Linked DNA regions of Mus musculus: region 1 is linked to region 2. The links are chromatin contacts, called in public promoter capture Hi-C maps. All regions are on one chromosome and are shown on one strand. The core of a region is the stretch at or near the end of the contact, and the rest is flanking DNA. Distances in the headings are between cores, read along the strand shown.

The links. Capture Hi-C pulls out chosen DNA fragments and counts their contacts.
Region 1: a contact with region 2 is called in a promoter capture Hi-C map of adipose tissue, with 3 times the contacts expected there. The contact joins the promoter of Pdcd11 here to the promoter of Npm3 in region 2. A contact is called at or near these places in 2 of 39 promoter capture datasets (liver and neutrophils), 4 of 484 Hi-C or Micro-C datasets (all in embryonic stem cells), 1 of 115 datasets of contacts at active chromatin or transcription factors (double positive thymocytes) and 1 of 9 other capture datasets (adipose tissue).

The regions. Positions count from the first base shown.
Region 1 is chr19:47,088,734-47,092,686 of GRCm38.p6, reverse strand. Pdcd11 (programmed cell death 11) reads right to left here and starts at 1,921. Exons shown (of 36, transcript NM_011053.2): 1 at 1,820-1,921. Atp5md (ATP synthase membrane subunit DAPIT) reads left to right here and starts at 2,040. Exons shown (of 4, transcript NM_023211.5): 1 at 2,040-2,114.
Region 2 is chr19:45,747,727-45,751,627 of GRCm38.p6, reverse strand. It overlaps Npm3 (nucleoplasmin 3), which reads left to right and starts at 2,063. Exons shown (of 6, transcript NM_008723.2): 1 at 2,063-2,189; 2 at 2,486-2,571; 3 at 2,759-2,878; 4 at 2,989-3,082; 5 at 3,348-3,464; 6 at 3,577-3,894. The coding sequence starts at 2,072. The coding sequence ends at 3,457. It overlaps Oga (O-GlcNAcase), which reads left to right. Exons shown (of 16, transcript NM_023799.4): 16 at 1-1,373.

The sequences.
Region 1 (3,953 bases), core at 672-3,171, 1.3 Mb before region 2:
CCAAGAGTATGATTAAATAGTCCATATGCTGCTGTGTGGTGGTACACACCTTTAATCCCAGCACTACGGTGACAGGCCAAAAGGTCTGAGTTCGAGGCCAGCCTGGTCTATAGAGTAAGTTCCAAGACAGCTAGGGATGCATTAGAGAGAAACCCTGTCTCGAAACACCAAAAAAAAAAAAAAAAAAAAAAAAGGCATGTCAGGCTCCCATTTTTTTCATCTTTCCAATATTGTCTACCTCAAAACCACAAACTATACACTGTGCACGATCTTCCAGGAAATGCATTCTATGTAGCAAATGTTCATTTAGTGTTAATCATTGTAATTATGTGAGGTGTGTGTATATATATATAATTCCATACCGCCAAACATACATTATTTAGAAAACAAAATGTAGGTAAATTAAGGTAAGCCGGGCAGTGGTGGCGCACGCCTTTAATCCCAGCACTTGGGAGGCAGAGGCAGGCGGATTTTGAGTTCAAGGCCAGCCTGGTCTACAGAGTGAGTTCCAGGACAGCCAGGGCTATACAGAGAAACCCTGTCTCAGGGGGGAAAAAAGTAATTTAAGATACAAGTCAGATTATAATGCATAAACAAAAGAGAAGTGGCAGGATTCTGTAAAGATGAACACTTCATAAGAATGATGCTTTTGAGCTGTACATTAAATAAATAAAGAACCGGGTCTGGTGGTCCATGCCTTTAACTCCAGCACTTGGGAGGCAGAGGAAGGCCTATCTCTGTGAGTTTCAGACAAGACAGGACTCCATAATGAGACCCTGTCTCAAAAATAACTATAATAATAGTAAATAGAAATATGATGGTAGACAATGCTAAAAACAACAACAACAACAACAACAACAGAGAAACAAGAAAAAGTTTGCCAGGCGTGATGACACATGCCTTTAATCCCAGCACTTTGGGAGGCAGAGGCAGGCGGATTTCTGAGTTCGAGGCCAGCCTGGTCTACAAAGTGAGTTCCAGGACAGCCAGAGCTATACAGAGAAACTATGTCTCAAAAAAAAAAAAAAAAAAAGAAAGAAAGAAAGAAAGAAAAAGTTTATTTCTCAAAATACACCAACCAGTTGCCTGTCAAACAACTCTTCAAAGGCTTTCTAAAAAGCTGAATTATTCAATTAAGCTACAGGGAAAATAAAGCATGGTAACAACTTATATTTTAGAAAATAATTTGGCTCTTTGGTGAAAGATACTTAAAAAATTAATAGTTTGCGTTTACTTGGTACTTCAGAGCCATGGGGAACGTGACAAAATAATGGAGAATATTCCTCAGTCTACAGATTGGACAGAAGTGAAAGCCAGTGTAAGGATTTAAACGATGCACATCAGGGAAACCATGAGAACCAAGACGAGGTATAAATGAAGACGCAGGGCAGCCTGGTTGGTTCTGGGATACCTAGGAAGAAAACTTTAGTAGCCGAGTGAGACTGTGAAAGGGACGACGAACGAAAAATGTAAGGTTTGTTCTGTTATGGGTGCATGCTTCGTAGAAACAGTATAGCTCACAAGGTCTACTTCGCTGGGACTCTATAGTTCCCATTATAGACCCGATGAGACCGAGGCACCAAACAGTCTGGCGATCACGTAGAGAAGGCACTTAAGGTACCTGCAGAGGACAGCATGGCTTGCATGAACTGCTAGCTCCGAGGGGATTGAGGGAATAAGACCTCCCATCCCAAGCCAACTGTGCTTAGCACGAAACCCGGAGACCCAGGCCAGGAAGCCGAGGTGACAGGCATGAAGTCTCCTCCCTCCACGCCGAAGCTCCCGTGTCATCAGCCCCAAGGCTCCCACCGCCGCATACCTCACGGAGCGTCTCAACGCAATCGCACGCGCAGAACAGGGAGCCGACAGCTCCACGCGACTCGTCCACGAGCGTAGGTAAGACCAGGGCTACTTCCGTTCTGACGTCGGGTCTGACGCCGGCTGAAACGGGAAGTAGAAGGGCGGGACTTGGCGTTTATAGCCAATCCACGCCGAGGGCCGAGTCGTCGCGGCCTGTCGGTCGCGTGCGGGGAGGGGGCGTCTTCCGGTCGGGCCGAGCTCGTCGCTAGGTTTGTTGAAGGACATCGGCCGCCGAGTTTGGGGTTCGGACGAAGGTGGGTGAGAAAGCGCTCTTGGCTGCTCGGTCCGGTGATTGAGCTTTGTAGGGCCGACTAGAGTCTGGCCGTTTTTCCAGCCCCGGAACAGCGCGAGGTTTTCTTTTTGCGGGGAGACGCTGGGGAATGGGAAAGGCGCTGGAGAAAATGAGGGTCAGGGCCCCATGGCGGATCTAGGAAGCCTCAGCACCGCGAGTGACGAGCGCCCCAGGGCTCGCACGGTTAGCGGAGAGCCTTATGCCCCACTTCCCAGTGTGGATTGGGAGTGAGGCCGGTCGAGAGGGGAGCTCCCCAAGGTCATCCATCCAGTGGATGTTGAGAGAGGACTCTGGATTTTGACCCCATCTCTGGCAGAGTTCGTGTGTCTTGGCCTCTATGGCCATAGCGATTTGTTTCCTCCGAGCTGCGATCGGGAAACCAGGTCTCCTTTACCTGCGCCGTGGCCTTTGTCAAAACCAGAGTAAACGTGGAATGGCCCTGCGGTTCTCCAGGCCTGGGCTCTAAAAACGGATTAGATTTTGTATCCCAGCGGTTCTGAACCTGTGGATCATGATCGCTTTGACAAGCCTCTATCTCCAAAAATATTTATTTACATTACGAGACTCCTAGCCGTAGCAAAATTACAGCTGTGAAGGAGCAACGGAATAATTTTATTGGGGGAGGGGGAAGAGAGGTTTCACCACAACAGAAGGAAGGTCGCAGCATTAGGAAGGTTGAGAGTCACTGCCGTGTTTGATCAGTGCAAGGGTTTCCACAGAGGCTGTTTGCTGCTTGTGGTCCTTTGACTTTCATCTTCCTTATACCTGGTGATGGCACTACTCCAGATAGGTGCCCATAAGACGGGAATAGCTGTATCCAGGAGCCTGTTACAAAGCAAGGGCAGCTGCTCACCCCAAGACTTTAATGAAATGCCCATTTCACATGGAAAGGCTGGTGGTATTTAATAGTAGTTATTGGATTATTTAGAAACAGAAGCAAAACCTGTCAGCTTAGACTTTGTAGCAGGCTGCTGTTCAACAGTAGTACATTTTTTTAAAAAATACTAACTCACAGGCTCACAATTATTAGTCTTTGGTGATTTTTTTCCACTACCAAATGGCTCTAAGCTTGCACATGACTGCAAGGACAGGACATTTTAGTTTTATTTGTTCCTATTGCCAGGTGTGAATGGCTTGTCCCTCTAGTCCCAACACTGTTGGGCAGATCTCTGTAATTTCAAGGCCAGCCTAATCTATGTAGTGAGTACAGGCATCTGGGGCTACAGACTGAGATAAATAAAATAAAATAAAAATTCCATACAGGGCATTGTTAACAATATTAACTGTTAAAAAAGGTCATTGTCCTAAAACAATATGCAGTTTGTTGGAAGGTGCTTTAAGCCTTAATATCACCTTTGCTTGCCATGTGGTGGTGCCACACACATTTACTCCCAGAACGCAAGGCCAGCTTAGGTCTACAGAGTGAATTAATCCTGTCTCTCCATGACAGTGACGGCAAAGACATCACCATCGACACCACTTAGATGGAAATCTAAGCTTCCTTTAAAACCCCAGTTCCCGTACCTTCCCTTTGTTCTGCAGTCAGAATGAGTTGTCTTTGGAATACATCATCCTTCTTGCAGTATTCTATAGAATGAAATTTAAGCATCTCAATATTAACCAATTATGACCAAATCTCCTCCTAACGGTGAAAGGTATCAATCACTTAAAGAGTTGAGAAGGTTGATGAGCTGGCAACGACAAGGAGTCTTAGTTTTCCGGAGGGTTTCTCATGAGAACCTACTTCATAACTTTAAAGAATGTATCATGAAGTAAATGGAGAAGAATGCTTTGGGAGTGT
Region 2 (3,901 bases), core at 814-3,313:
TTTGTTAGGGACAAATGTGCATTTGTTTGTGGCCAAGGCCTAAATTGACAAACTTGTAAATCTCTGTATATAGATTAGCTGTAACCCGACTGTTCTTTGTTTACTGTTTTATATATTATGGGGTTTTTTTTTCCTTTGAAAATGAAAGGTGTTGGTTTAGGATGGCACTTTGAATTATGTAAATCAGTGAATGGTAGATTTCCTTTACATCTGTCCTTTTCTTCCTAATAGTTTTTATTTTTGAAGTGCCTCCCACATAGGGTTAGGCCATGACTATTTAGGGTATGAGCACCTAACTTCTTATGACTCAGATATGTTGGGAAGTGCAGTAACTCCTGGGAATTAACCTTAATAGCAGATCCGCATGTGAAATGTTCTGACATTGTTAAGTAAGGGTAAGGGGACTGACCAGTGGTCTCCTTTGTCCTTGAACAGTTGTCATTTAATCGCAAAGACCTGTTAACTACTGGTTTAATCGAATCAGTCCTTAATTCTTGCATGTTTGTATCTAATTTTTAAAAGAAAGAATAAGTATATGTTAACAATATGTATACTTTTTCTTTTAATCAGAGATTCTGAAAACTTCATGTTATTTTAATTTAGATTTGGTGAATTTAAGGGTTTTGAGCATGAAGCTGGCACATAGTGTCTGCAGGATTATTATTCTTTAATCATGGCTAGCTATCTAGTAACGTCATAGATTTTCAACAGTCTTTTGTTACCTTGCTTTCCTCCAGTTCTACATAGCTTTTGAACTTTGAGCTGAGGGGGGAGAGAGAAGAGGGAGCTTGAAACATTTTCCTTTCTAGAACTCCAGTGTGAGCTTGTGAGGTAGTCTTTTAGCACTATATAGAGTGGACCCAGGGAGGCCCAAGAACCAGAGGCCCAAGAGTGTGCTGAAATGTGCCGCCTCCTTAGGGTGCGAACCTTTGCGATAGGATGTGCTGTGAAACCTAAGTCAAGGTTGGTTTTGAAGGCTGGGGTGAGGGGCAAAATTGTTACTAGATATTAAGACCGTTTAATGTTCCTTAGCGTTCTGAATCCATCTCATGCCTCAGTGAGAATTACAAGGTTTTATTCAGAGCGTTTCAGAGTTTCATACGGAATCAGGAATTGAACAAGTTGCTTTTTGTTTAATGTTGGCTTTCAATAATCACATGGGATGATCTTCTGGACATAAGTGAAAACATGTCCAGGTCTCTACTGTCATTGCTGTAGGATAAAGTGCTCTGCCATCTTCCATGGTTATGAATATTTATTAATGTTGGAATAACATTTCATTGTTTAGATCACAGCTCAGTTCCTATAGAAAACGAACTGTAAACCTATCTGCAGACCATGCAAGAGGCACAATAAAACTTGAAGTGAATGTGTGCTGTGCTGCTTTTTCTCTGGGTTCTCCCTTTTTTTCCCTCACATCTCTTGATCCCTTAGGTATCCGAAGCTATTTCAGTGTAGGCTGGATTGAAGACAGCCCTGCCCTCCTGCCTTCCACAGCAAAGATTTTTCTCAGAAAAGTACATTTGTTTTTGTTTTTAAGTAAGTTGCTCTGTTTACTACAGGTAAAATTTGTGTGAAGTTGGGGGGGGTGTCACAGAGTTCCTCACTGGAACATGGCTTCATTTCCTTAGATAAAGGAATTTTGGTGGTGGAGGGGGGGGGTGGGTCGCCTAAAGAGGAGGCTGTACTATGAACAGTAGTTGATCTCCACATCTGAGTTTAGGTCTTGGCTGTCAAGCCTCCAGCATGATCAGGAAGCGGGGGGGGGGGGGGGGGGGGGGGGGGTGTGAGTAAAAATGGCTGCTCCGTACCCCAAGTTTACTGAAAAAGGAGATACGAAAGGTTTACACTAACATCTGTATGTATATATCCCCGGGTTGGAAGAAGGGGCTTCAGTGAGTGGACGCTAACTTTAAGCCCTCGTGGAGATTTCTTCTGGGGCCTTGTTACCTGTCCTCGTGGAAGAGGCGACGACTGCTCCTCCCTGCTTCGTGTGGCGAGCGCGGCTCCTTTAATGGGCGGGACCGGAACTGGCTGAGGCGGGGGGCGGGGCGCTCACGGCCGTTTCAGCATGGCGGCCGGCGCGGCGGCTGCTTTAGCGTTCTTGAACCAAGAGAGCCGAGCCCGAGCTGGGGGCGTCGGGGGCCTGAGGGTCCCGGCCCCGGTCACAATGGACAGTTTCTTCTTCGGTATTGAACGCGGGAGTGGCAGAGTGGTACGGGGCGGGTGAGGCGTGGCCGAGGAAGGCGGCCGGGCGCCGCTGTGGCCGGGCGCAGCTGTGGGCCGAGGGCTCCTCGCTCGCTCGCCCTAACCGGTTCTTCCCGAGTGGGATGCCCGTCCACGTGTTCTGGGCGAGCAAGCGGCCGGTTCCCCCCCCGCCGCCGCGGCACATGGCCGGGTGGAGGGGACAGCGGAGTTTGTGGAGCGTCCTCGCGCGCTGTCCCCTCCACGCGTGTACCCAGGCGACACTCGCTGGCTCTTGCAGGTTGTGAGCTCTCCGGCCACACCCGCTCCTTCACTTTCAAGGTTGAGGAGGAGGATGACACGGAGCACGTGCTGGCGTTGAACATGGTAAGGGGCCGCAGAGGGAGTTGGAGATGCGGGGGGCTAGCCGACACTCCGCCTGTCGCCCCTCTCCTCCACCCTCTGGTCCCCGCATCCGGTGCCACTGGGACTAGGCCGATTTTGGGGTAAGACGCCTTGGCTTTGGTGTCAGCCCTCCCTCACTTGAGACGCTGAGGTTCTGCCTGCCTTTCAGCTGTGCCTTACCGAGGGGGCCACGGACGAGTGTAATGTGGTGGAAGTTGTGGCCCGGGATCACGACAATCAGGAGATTGCAGTTCCTGTGGCCAACCTCAGGTTGTCTTGCCAGCCCATGGTGAGTTGGAGCCGTTCATTCCTCTCGGAGTCTGGTGGGACTGAGAACTTCGGTATTGATCTCCAAGTGGGTGGGCCAGCACGGCTCAGCCCGTCATTCTTGTCTTCCAGCTCAGTGTGGATGATTTCCAACTCCAACCACCTGTCACCTTCCGCCTGAAGTCCGGTTCTGGCCCAGTTCGGATCACTGGCCGGCATCAGATCGGTGAGAAGAGTGGGCCCTCTCCACTCCCGACTTACCCCAGTCTCATCTCCTAGTGTGTCCTGCATCTCAGGCTATGGTTCCAGTATTCTGTGCCTCCCACTGCCTCCTTCAGGCCTGGGAACTTGCTGTACCCTGCCTGCCCCAGGGGTCCAACTCCAGCGAGGTGGGTGGGCTCTTTTCCATCTAGACTTGGGGACTCTGGGAGATGAGGTTCCCTGTCAGCCTAGCAGCTGAATGAGTGGCTCTATCCTTGTGTATCCACCAGTTTGTATAAACAACGACCTTTCTGAAGAAGAAAGTGATGATGAGAGCGAAGAAGATGAAATTAAGCTGTGTGGCATCCTTCCTGCCAAGAAGCACAGGGGCAGGCCTTAGCCCCCTGGTGAGTGTGTGGGTGGAGGGTGGGGTCGGTTGGTGGGATTCCCGAAGGATCTGGGAAGTTTAGGGGCAGCAGGTGAGGAGGAAGACTCTGACTTCATTCTTGCTTTTCTCAGATCAGGTAACTGCTTGCTACAGGTGCCATGCTCCGTATGTTCCTGGACAAGTTCAAGAATGGTTTTCTCGATGAAGAGAATAGGGGGTGGGAGGGAGGGATGGACTGTGGTTCCTGAGGCTTCCCTTTTCTATTGGGGTGGGACAACCTTTGAACACCTCTTCTGACCCACCTAACCCAGATTCAGTCCCCAGCACTGCAAAAAAAAAAACAAAAAACAAAAAACAAAAGAACATGAAGTTCAGAACACATTTTTAACACTTTGTACTTTTTTTGATAAATATCTAAATAAAGTGGTGTACGGTTGGTTGTTTTGCAATCCTTGT